3 separate regions of the Mus musculus genome follow, and regions 1 and 3 are each linked to region 2. A link is a contact called in public HiChIP or PLAC-seq data. All regions are on one chromosome and are shown on one strand. The core of a region is the stretch at or near the end of the contact, and the rest is flanking DNA. Distances in the headings are between cores, read along the strand shown. Region 1 has its middle 14 kb from the start of Gm40931. Region 2 has its middle 35 kb from the start of Gm23117. Region 3 overlaps Gm34276 (a long non-coding RNA gene).

The links. HiChIP or PLAC-seq counts read pairs in DNA pulled down with a chosen protein or histone mark.
Region 1: a contact with region 2 is called in an H3K27ac HiChIP or PLAC-seq map of extraembryonic endoderm stem cells, with 5 times the contacts expected there. The contact joins two enhancer-like sites. A contact is called at or near these places in 3 of 115 datasets of contacts at active chromatin or transcription factors (astrocytes, embryonic basal ganglia and extraembryonic endoderm stem cells).
Region 3: a contact with region 2 is called in an H3K27ac HiChIP or PLAC-seq map of trophoblast stem cells, with 4 times the contacts expected there. The contact joins two enhancer-like sites. A contact is called at or near these places in 5 of 115 datasets of contacts at active chromatin or transcription factors (astrocytes, embryonic stem cells, thymic regulatory T cells and 1 more) and 1 of 9 other capture datasets (embryonic stem cells).

Annotation. Positions count from the first base shown.
Region 1 is chr13:44,649,799-44,653,094 of GRCm38.p6, reverse strand. No RefSeq gene overlaps it. Among named protein-coding and RNA genes, the nearest start is that of Gm40931, 14 kb to the right of the region's middle. Within about 2 kb of position 1,269, at least 39 of the 459 cell types and tissues checked have an H3K27ac peak or open chromatin away from gene starts, as enhancers often do. A contact at or near this core is called in extraembryonic endoderm stem cells, where this site is marked.
Region 2 is chr13:43,906,572-43,909,747 of GRCm38.p6, reverse strand. No RefSeq gene overlaps it. Among named protein-coding and RNA genes, the nearest start is that of Gm23117, 35 kb to the right of the region's middle. Within about 2 kb of position 1,262, at least 54 of the 459 cell types and tissues checked have an H3K27ac peak or open chromatin away from gene starts, as enhancers often do. A contact at or near this core is called in extraembryonic endoderm stem cells and trophoblast stem cells, where this site is marked.
Region 3 is chr13:44,558,252-44,561,869 of GRCm38.p6, reverse strand. The region is part of intron 1 of Gm34276 (a long non-coding RNA gene); the gene reads left to right. Among named protein-coding and RNA genes, the nearest start is that of Gm34276, 8.6 kb to the left of the region's middle. Within about 2 kb of position 1,894, at least 20 of the 459 cell types and tissues checked have an H3K27ac peak or open chromatin away from gene starts, as enhancers often do. A contact at or near this core is called in trophoblast stem cells, where this site is marked.

The sequences.
Region 1 (3,296 bases), core at 20-2,519, 740 kb before region 2:
AATATTTTCCAGTTCCATCCATTAACTTGCAAATTTCATTTTTCTTTACAGCTATATAGATTTCCATTGCGAAGCTTGAGTGGGGTCTCATATTGGATTCAGTTGCTCTCAGTAAGTAGGCTCATGCTGACATACTTTTCCTGGTTCATTTATTCTCCCTCATGTTTGTGAACTTGGAGGTCATCATTGGGAATTGTGTCTTGTCAACTTTGAAATAAATCATGTAGAGATAAAAATGAATTTCTGGATTGTCCTTGTAATATATTATTACCTTTCCCCCTTACTTGTGCTTTCTAAATTTCTCATAAGTATGCATATTATTCATGTAGTAAAACTGAGTGTAGCCAGTTATGGCGGGGGTGGGGTGGGGAGAGAGGGAGGCGGTACAGAGGCACGAGAATCAGCCTAGGTTATATAACATTCCAGAAGAGGGTGTCAGATCTCATTACAGGTGGTTGTGAGCCACATGTGGTTGCTGGGATTTGAACTCAGGACCTTTGGAAAAGCAGTCAGTGTTCTTAACTGCTGAGGCATCTCTCCAGCCCTTGTTTGTTTGTTTGTTTGTTTTGAGACAGGGTTTCTTAGTGTATTCAGCACTGGCTGTCCTGGATGGGCTCTGTAGACCAGGCTGGCCTCGAACTCAGAGCTCCACCTGCCTCTGTCTCCCATGTTCTGGGATTAAAGGTGTGCATCACCACTGCAAGGATGTCACTCTGTTTTAAATAGACCAAAAAACAAAAAACAATAAAACCCCACAAAACCAAAACCAAAAAAAACCCCTAACCAACTCAGTGATAAATGTTTGAGATGATGTCCTAAGTTAATCATTATCCAATGTATAATGTCATGTAGCATCATATGGATCAAATCCCTTATAGATGTACAATTATCTATCAATTAAAAAAACATATCGACTTTAATTTCTCTGCTTGGGACTCTGTGGGTTTTCCCCGCCATTCTCATTCTTCTTTGCTGACGCTAATAGGAACAAGCGTGGTACTAATCACGATGTTTGTGTAAGACCGCAGTGGCCTGGAGAAGCCTCCCATGCCCTGAGGGTACACTTGGATCTAATGGGGTAAGACTGGAGAACATGTCTGTGGCTTGTGGAAAGCGTCTACCAAACTCTTCTGCTTTGTGTATAAAAACAATAATTTACCAGGCAGGGCTTTTTGTTGTTGTTGTTTTTGTTGTTATTGTTATTGTCTGTCAAACTGAGTAGCAGCTCAGCATGAGCTCAGCAATGACAGGGGTAGTTGACAACTGGGACAGCATAGGGCACCGCTTACCTCGGAAAAGCTGGCTCGGTGGGAGGCTGGGGGTTTGTGTGGCAGTAACGTGATAATCACAGGAGCAATTTGGCCTACCCAAGCCTGGCTGTTTTCTCTCTGAGGGAGAAGCTGTTTACCCTCGTGCTGTGGGTTAACTCTGTCTGTTCTGCTTGCTTTTTTTTTTTTTTTTTTTTTTTTTTTTTTTTTTTTTGCGCAGCGGATGTAAACTTGGTGTCTTAAATTCTTGCGTCTAAAGAGTCATTGTGTCCTGCAGTAAGCACATTCACAGGAGTGTTCAGGGAACCATTGTGACAGAGTGAGCTTCTATTGTCTCCGGACTTCAACAGCTCAGTGCAGAGCAAGGAGGAAGCCAGGAAGAAACCTTAGCACAATTACTCCCTGGGTCAAAGTTCCATCCATTACAGTTTTTTTTCCCGTCAGGCCGTGTATTTTAGGGCCCATGTATCTACTTTTTGTTTCGCTGTTGTTGTTTTGAGACAAGGTCTCCTTGCGTCTTTGCCGGCCTCGAACTTTCTGTGTAGTTGAGGATGAAGGCTTCCCACTCCTGATCCTCCTGTCTCCACGGGCTGGAATTGCAGGTAAATACCACTATAATCAGCCCGATTTTTGTTTGCTTGGTTGTTTTGTTTTGTTTTACATTTATTTAGTGAATATGTAAAGACCTGCAGGAGTCAGTTCTCTCCTTCCACCAAATGGGTTTTGGGGATGAAACTCAGGCCTTGATGCAAAGTGTATCTCATTAGCTCCCCTTCACCCCAAGTAGCTTTCCCATTTCAAAAGACCTCCTGCAGCCGCTAGATCTTAGCTCTGAGTTAAACCCTAATCCCAACACAGCTGCCCTTCAACCTCAGTGAGATTCAGATGTATCCCCATTCGTAACATCTGGGGGCTGGGGGGGGGGGCACTTGGGCTTAAAAATCAGTAGACAAGTGTGCACGCACACATGCACACACATCACACGTATACAACTGTACAGCACACACATACAAATTAAAGCGCAAACGTGCATCTGTTTGTGTTTCTGGGTTTAATTCTCAGCACCCCAGCAAAGAAAGAAAAAAGAAAACGAGAGAAAATGACATGTGGATTTGGCATGCATGAGGCTGGGGTTTCCACTTCCACCCTCAGCCGAGAGAGAGAGAGAGAGAGAGAGAGAGAGAGAGAGAGAGAGAGAGAGAGAGAGAGAGACAGAGAGAGAGACAGAGAGAGAGACAGAGAGGGACAGAGACAGAGAGACAAAGACAGAGACACACACACACAGAGACAGAGAGACAGAGACAGACAGAGACAGAGAGACAGAGACACAGAGAGAGAGAGAGAGAGAGAGAGAAAGAGAGAGAGAGAGAGAGAGAGAGAGAGAGAGAGAGAGACTCACACATAGCAGCTTCTTCAGTCTTTGGAAGTTTTGAGACTCCGGCCCTCAGCAGGAGGCCTCCCCACATCTGGGCTGGACCTCTTGCCTCTTGGATAGTGAGTACAGCGATGCAAGTGGTCTTTAGAGGCTGCTTCCTCCGTGTTCCAAGGATTAGCGTAATTAGAGCCCGTGCTGGTACAGCACTCTGACATTCTCCGGTGAAAAGTGCTAGACAGCGTAAAATTTCATAACGGTAATGGCATCGGAGCAAATAGCTTTGTAATAAATGGCTCTCCCTGCTGATACTGCATTTAAGGGTCCCGTCTTTATTGTCTCGTGTTTACTGTATGTGATGAACCGAGGTGATTAATAACAATGGTAATAATTACTCGTAGGCAGTTTATGCTTTCAAGGGCTTTTACAACTTGTCCGTTATGTAATCTTTAATCTTCACAGTGGCTGCTCTCCTAAGTCAGTGTTGTCATGTTTTTGTTTCAAAATTTCTCTTTTTTTTTTTAAAATAAAGATTTCATTTATTTATTTTAGTGATTTATTTTTATTTTATGTTCATTGTTGTTTTGTCTGAATACATGTTTGTGTGAGGGTGTCAGAAGCTCAGGGAGACACAGCTGTTAGAGACAGCTGTGAGC
Region 2 (3,176 bases), core at 13-2,512:
AGGGTTCTCCGGTTTGCGGTGACCAGGACTGGCAGCTGCTTCCCACCAAGCTGATTGACTTGTGATCTAGCACAGGCCGAATACCTGCCTGCCACGTTTCCCCTTTCTTATTCAGCTCCGCATCTTACCTCTCTGCCCTAAGAGATGCTCTGTGCTTGATCATCAGAAGGCCTGGCTCAGTCTGGTCTCTGCTTCTTTTGGGCAGGTCGGCACAGGCATCACCACCATTATACCATCACAGGACCTAGGAACCCCACTCACCTCGGTTCCCAGGAACTTGAGAGGTGCAAGGTTTCTTCTCCCTGCAATAGGGATCCATGGAGAAGCCCTGTGGCTTCCTGGTATTCTCAGCTGTCAGGCTGCCTACAAGAACCCACCGGCCCCCTGACAACCACCTAGGCTGTCTTCATTGCCTTCCCTCCCAGTCAGGTGTGAGAGGCTGGGGGGGATGAGGGGCGAGGCTGTTAATCAGTTAGGCAACCCTGATTACATCTTAATAACAAATGCAAAACACCGAGAGCAGCAATTTGCAGTAATGGGAAAAATCAGCAGGGCCCTGGGGTGAGACAGGAAGTAAACACTCTCCAGGTTCAAATTTGGGGAAGGAAAAAAAAAATCACTTGTGAGAACCCTGGTGATGCCAGGAGAAGCCTGTGCCTTGCTGCTAGATGACAAGAGACTGCAGAGCAAGGAGAGGCTGTAGCCAGGGCCAAAGGCCACTGACTCCCTGCCTGTCTGCGGAAGGAATCTGCTGTGGGATGCTTCCAGTGCACAGACTCTTACCAGCCACAAGAGGCTAGGCTCAGCCACCAGACCCAATGCCAGTTAGAGAGTGAAATAACGGAGGAAAAACGAAGAAGAAATTTAGCCGGTCAACAAGAAGAGAAATGAATAAAGGGGTCTCCCTTCCCCCAACTTCGCCTTCAGGGTATAGACCTGAGCTTCTTGGGTTAAATAGAGGATGAATTGGGGCAAAAGGCAAGTGGTGCTCAAGAAAGGGTTAATCATTTTTTCAGCACTAGTTCTGTAAGGTGATCCCCAAAAGTCCTTAGTGCTTGAAGGGACACCACACTGGTTCTTCAGAGAAGAGTATTTAAGCTCCAGATTGCAGCCTAGCCACAGGGAGTCGGAGGAGCCTGAGGCCCAAGGTGGCTCTATCCTGCAAGGCTTCGCTCTTCCGAGAATCCGGAAGAGGACAAAGGCTTATCTTGGTTCTTCAGCCTTGAAGGGGAAAGATAAAGGTTAAGTAGACACTCCCTAAGGAGATTAACACGCCTATGCTGAGCCTTGCTGGAGTCTGAGCCAGAGCCAGAAGGAGACAGACACCGATGTAAACAGCTGTGTCAGAATTTAATCGCTCTTAGGCCAAAGCGAGGGTCTACAGCGTAGATGCCATGATTTCTAGCAAGAGTAGCATCTATGAGCCCGTTATAGGAATGCCACACTCTCCCTCATCTTGTCCACCAAAAGTCTGCCAGAAACCGACAGGAAAGATCTCTACTGGTCAATTCTGGCTAAACAAGCATACTCAACCGAAAGTGCTGCGGGGTGGCCAAGACAGATGACTGCTGTCTGCCTCAAGAGTCCTTCCTACCTTAGTCACACCACGTCAGAAAGCTGAGGGAGGCTTCAGTACATGGTATCCAGCCAGGAGAGCCTTTCTTTTTATCTCTCATGATCCATTTGGAATGCGAAGGCGCAGTTGTTTCCCACTAGAAGGTAAATTGCTTCACGGTGACCATTTTTCTTCCTCTTTTGAGAACATTCCCAACCCCGAACACACATATTTTTCTTATGTGTAATTTGATCCGGATGGTTTCTTGACCTGCATCCAAATCAAGCCGTGGGTAATTATTACTGTCACTATTGTTATTAACACTGATATTTATCATAATCTCACAAATGCCGGGGACAGCCCTTAATCTTGCTGTTTTATTTGGTTGAAAGGAAAATGTGAAGCGCTGGCCTCCCTCCCGGTTTAGCCTCTTGTATTCAGTTTTTACCAAACTCCTACATGGGGATAATTAGCCCAATTTCCAGGGATCCCGAGTCAGCTATAACTCTGAATTGTAGTCACAGGATGGAGCCAAGGCCAGCAGGTGGAAGTCGCTGAAGTTAGATTAATCTCACTGACACAAGGACACATCCAATTGTTAGGGCTCATAGCCAGCTGCCTGTTTCTGCAACCCAGCTCCTTGGAAATAGAAACACTCACGTAGAGCCCGTAGAGGATCATGTATGAGGTCGTAGAACTGAAGGGGAACTCCCTTCCACTCTTTGAAGAATTGCTAGTCTCAACTAAAAAGAAGGAAGCCGTGGAAAGATTCATGCATTTATTACAGGCAGGGAAGCGCTAACCGTGATTTGGAAACTGAAGAACTCCTCTTGGAGAGTAGATGGAAACTGAAGAACTCCTCTTGGAGAATAGATGGGCGGAGTGGGGAAACGCAGAAAGTTTGTAGAAAAATAGTAAATGGCTTTCAGGGAAACCCAGTAGTGTGCATTAGAGAGTATTCTGTGGCCTGTGACAGTCTATTTGGCCTGGATGCGAGACAGTGGTTTGGGAAAGATTCTCTATAGACCAAACTATGGCTTGTGATGAAAAGTCCACCCAGGTGTGTTCACCAATCTCAGCCATCTTCCTGGGATCTGAGCTGCGTTTTCTCTGGTTAATAGAGCTGTGTGTGCAGCCTGAGAGGGCACTCTGCTTCTCTGTGGGCAGATGGGATCTTGGGAGGATGTGGGGCCTTTGTAGAAAATCTCTTTCTGTTAGAGATGGGTGGAGACAACGGAAGGCCAGGCACCTTAAATTCTGTGTTAAACATCTGGCCTTTTAGGCATTTGGGGGTACCAGTCGCTGAGTTCCAATTTAGAAAAAGAATAAATTTGGTCTGCACGGAATTCAGTTAAGTCTGAGGCAGGGGGGCCCAAGAACCTGCATTTGTTGCTGGCACGGAGACAGACTCCGATAGCAACAGAAGAAAGAGTCAGTTTAGATTGTTAAGCTCTGCTCCGGGTCTAAGGTTTTATGGTGCCCCAGGAGCAAATTATTTAAGTAACCAGAATCCACCTCCCTGTAAAGAGTTGGGCATGGCCGACCCGTTAGAAGTGTTAACGAAGATTCAGAACCAGAGGACTGGGTTTAGCTCCACCCCCAGCATAATTCTGTCTTCATA
Region 3 (3,618 bases), core at 645-3,144, 650 kb before region 2:
AGATCTTCCTCCTCTATCTATCCACTTGGGGGGAAGGTTGTAGCGACAATTTTGGCATCTTGGTTTCTTTAAAAAGCACAGAAACATTATAAGAATGTTTCATTCTAATCTCAGGTGTGGGATATGGGGCTGCTTCAGACTGTCCACAGCAGCTGGGATTTTCCTGGTGCTCTAGCAGGGGCGCGGTTTTGCCAGCTGCAGATAGTTCCAATGATTGTGTGGTGTTTAGAATTCTGAGGATTTTTCAGAGAATATATAAATGCTAGGGCCCAGGGAGCTGGATATGCTGTAGGCTCTTGGTTGGTTGCTCTAGGTCAGGGTTTGTTAAGTAGTCATCTGGGCGAAAGAGAAACAACACGAAGAAGTAATTATCCTGATAGCGAAGATCAAACTTGCCCCAAGGAATCCGATGCCCCTAATCAGCAGGAAGTATCCCTTCTATCCTTTTTTCACTCCTAACTAGTATGGGGGGTGTATAAAGGGTGAAAGAAAAGGGATGGAGAAGGGCAAAAGAAAGAAGAACCCTTGAAGAAGAAAAGAGAAAATGGTTAGAGAAGCTTGAGCTTATTTTCCGTTTTTGAGACAAAGTTTCACTGTGCAGTCCAGGCTGGCTGGGAACTCGGGACCCTTCTGCTTCAGCCTGGGAGGACACACGTTCCACCCTCCCAGGCTATATAATTGCCCTTAACAATCACTCTCTCTTTTCAGGGGGCGCAAGGTGTCTCCTTACCCTGTCTCACTGCTATCAAATGCAGTCCCTTTGTTTGCTTTGACCAGTTGGGCTGTGGGCAAGTGGCACTTCCAGAAGGACACTTAATAGTCACAAGGTGCTCACTTTTTCATTCTTGTTTGACCATTAGTATCCCATATGGAGATAATTCTTAACATACACTAGTTTCTGGAGTGAGTATAAAACTAGTGGAACTCTAAATGATTGCCCAGTGATAATGTAACATTCTGTAGAAGTCAAGCCTTGTTGCAGGTGGGTCACTTGTTACAGTATCATATCCCAGACAGTCCTGACTGATACATTGTTGCAATTTTATTGCTTTCTGTCCCCCCCCCCCCCATTTTATACTACTATCTCATGGGTTTTTTCAAACTTAAAAAAGAAGATTTATTTTTAGTTGTGTGTGTATGCTTGTGGGTCTCTCTGTGTGTGTTTACCTGCCAATAGGCACCAGAAGGGTATTGGATGCCTTGAAGCTGGGGCTACAAAGAGTTGTAATCTCCTGATGTGAACACTGGGAACCAAACTAAGGTCTTCTGTGAGAGCAATATACACTCTTAACTGCTAAGTCATCTCTCTAGCCCCTCAAATTTGTTTTTGAGTCTACGCACAGGAAGTAAATAAACAAAATTATGATGTAATGTATTTTCCACCCTAACGTGGTACTCTCCTGACAGAAGTAGGCAGATACAATCGGGAATCACATAGACACACTTCTTACTCTGTGCATGGCTTGCTCTGATACTTCCCACTGTAGTCCATGTTAAGTATAAACGCTGGTCAGGACTCATTTGGTTTTCATGATTCATTAAGGAGCCACGATTCTGTCTGGGAAACATTGTTCTACTCTGTTAAATAGAGGTTTTTTACACATTCCTCAGTGTTCTCCAGGACTTTGCTAGGAAGGCACCTATTTCAGAAAACTCTCCTCACTTCTTAAGGGTGGCCCAGTGGTCTGCTGTTTTGCTCCTGGCTGACATCTTCATGTTTTCCTTAGGATTCTTCTGGTCCCTCCAATTTCTTCCCCCCCCCCTCCTCCTCCCTCCCTCCCTCCCTCCCTCCCTTCCTCCCTCCTCCTCCTTTTCCTGCTCCACAGGTCTTTTCCTCCTCCCTCTCTGTGGAGAGCTTCTGGAGCCACCGTGTAGGAATTTGGCAGGAATTTGACATTGGGTTAGGACATGGAAGTAGTAGGTTCAGGCAGGAATTAGACTTTGGGCTAGGACTCAGGAAATAGGCTCAGATTAAGAATATTTACATTCCAGCTAATACAAAGCTCAAGGTAAACTCAGCAGGGGAGAGTGGGTTATTCCTTTTATCTCGGACATCCTGATAAGCCCCTAGAAACCTTGATCAAGAGACTTGGTTTTATTGCCTTGTTTGTTCCCTGACCTAGAACTGACCTTATTCTTTGCATGTGCTTAGAATGGTATAAAGGCAGGCTGGAGAAAGATAAACCCGCTTCAGCCTCAGCAATGGCTGAAGTCATGTTATAATGCTGTCCAATTGTCTTTTTCTTTTCAATCCTCGTTCCCTCCCTGGACACCCAGTTGACTGACTTAGCCAGCTTGGTCACCTCTCCTTCTCCCTGTCCCCTTCCCCCTGCTATGGCCTGATGGTTTACCACAGTGTGTATCCACTACAAATTCATGGTGCTCCCCTTCTTTGCTGTCTTAAAAAAATATGTACAGAGACATGGAGGCCACCACTGGAAGCCTGCGTGAGTCACTGTGGACATGGCCTTCAGATTCTCCAGGCTTCGGTGAGCTTCAGTTTGACTTAAGGAATGTGTTCCTGCCTTGCGATGCGAGATTCCTGGAACCGCTCTTCACAGGAGTGTGACATCATTGGTCTCATGGTGGTCTGGTCCCCGGGTCTCATTAGTAACTTGCAGCAAAGAACAACTGACATTTCTGTCCAATTTTACCCCCTTCCCCATATTATTATTATTATTATTTTTTTTGGTCCATCCCTCCTTGACCCTCAGTTCACTCTCGGGTGATCCAGAGTCATCACTACCTCTGTCTGTTGCCCGATCGTAAAACCTTTCTTTCTCCTAGCGGCGACACATACTAATGGTTCCGTAGAACAATTACACTTCACTTCAGGGTGAGCTAATTTCCCGCCAGTTTCCTGTGGCCAAGAACTGGCATCTGCTGAGGATTCGAGTCCAGGGCCTGCTCAGCTGAGGTGTGTAAGCTGTCCTCCGACACGCATTTGTCTCTGTACCTTTGTGTCCCCTTCTGCCTTCGCTGAGGCTGGCGTTCCATCCCTCTCCCTCCTGCCCTTCCTTCATGTTGGTTTCCTCCTCGTGGGGGTGCTTCTGTCTCCCGCTGTGTTAGGTTCTTCTTCAAATGTCAGCTTCCTTGCTTGTAAAATGGACACAGGAGTATATATCCCGCGAGGTTGTCTGAAGTCCATTGGCAGGAATACGGAAAGTACCCAGTACAGGGAGAGTTCCCAGCATGCATTGCTGCTTCTCCTATGATTAACTGGGTAGAGGAGGGCAGAAGGGCCTCGTACCGTTAACTGTGAGGTCTAAGGTGGCTGCAGCCTCTGTGTTTCTTCCTTTCTTGCTCTCAACAGGTGCTGCACTTTAGTTCTGCCACGAGGGACTCGGCTGACTCTTCCACCCCCACCAGACTTTTGGTATTGTCTGTTCTCTTTTCTAAGTTGTCGCTGCTCTCCCTCAGGGCCGTGAACCCGTCTGCCATCTGCCCTCACCGCCCCAGCTGTTCTCCGGTCACCCAATCCTTTTACATTATCCCCTTTCCAGGTAGTCAACACATGACTGCATTCTCCAAGCATCTCCCAGAGAAATCACTTCTGCTTTGTATCTGTATGTGTGTGTGCGCGTGCGCTTGCTTACGTGTGTGTACATCCTCCATCTG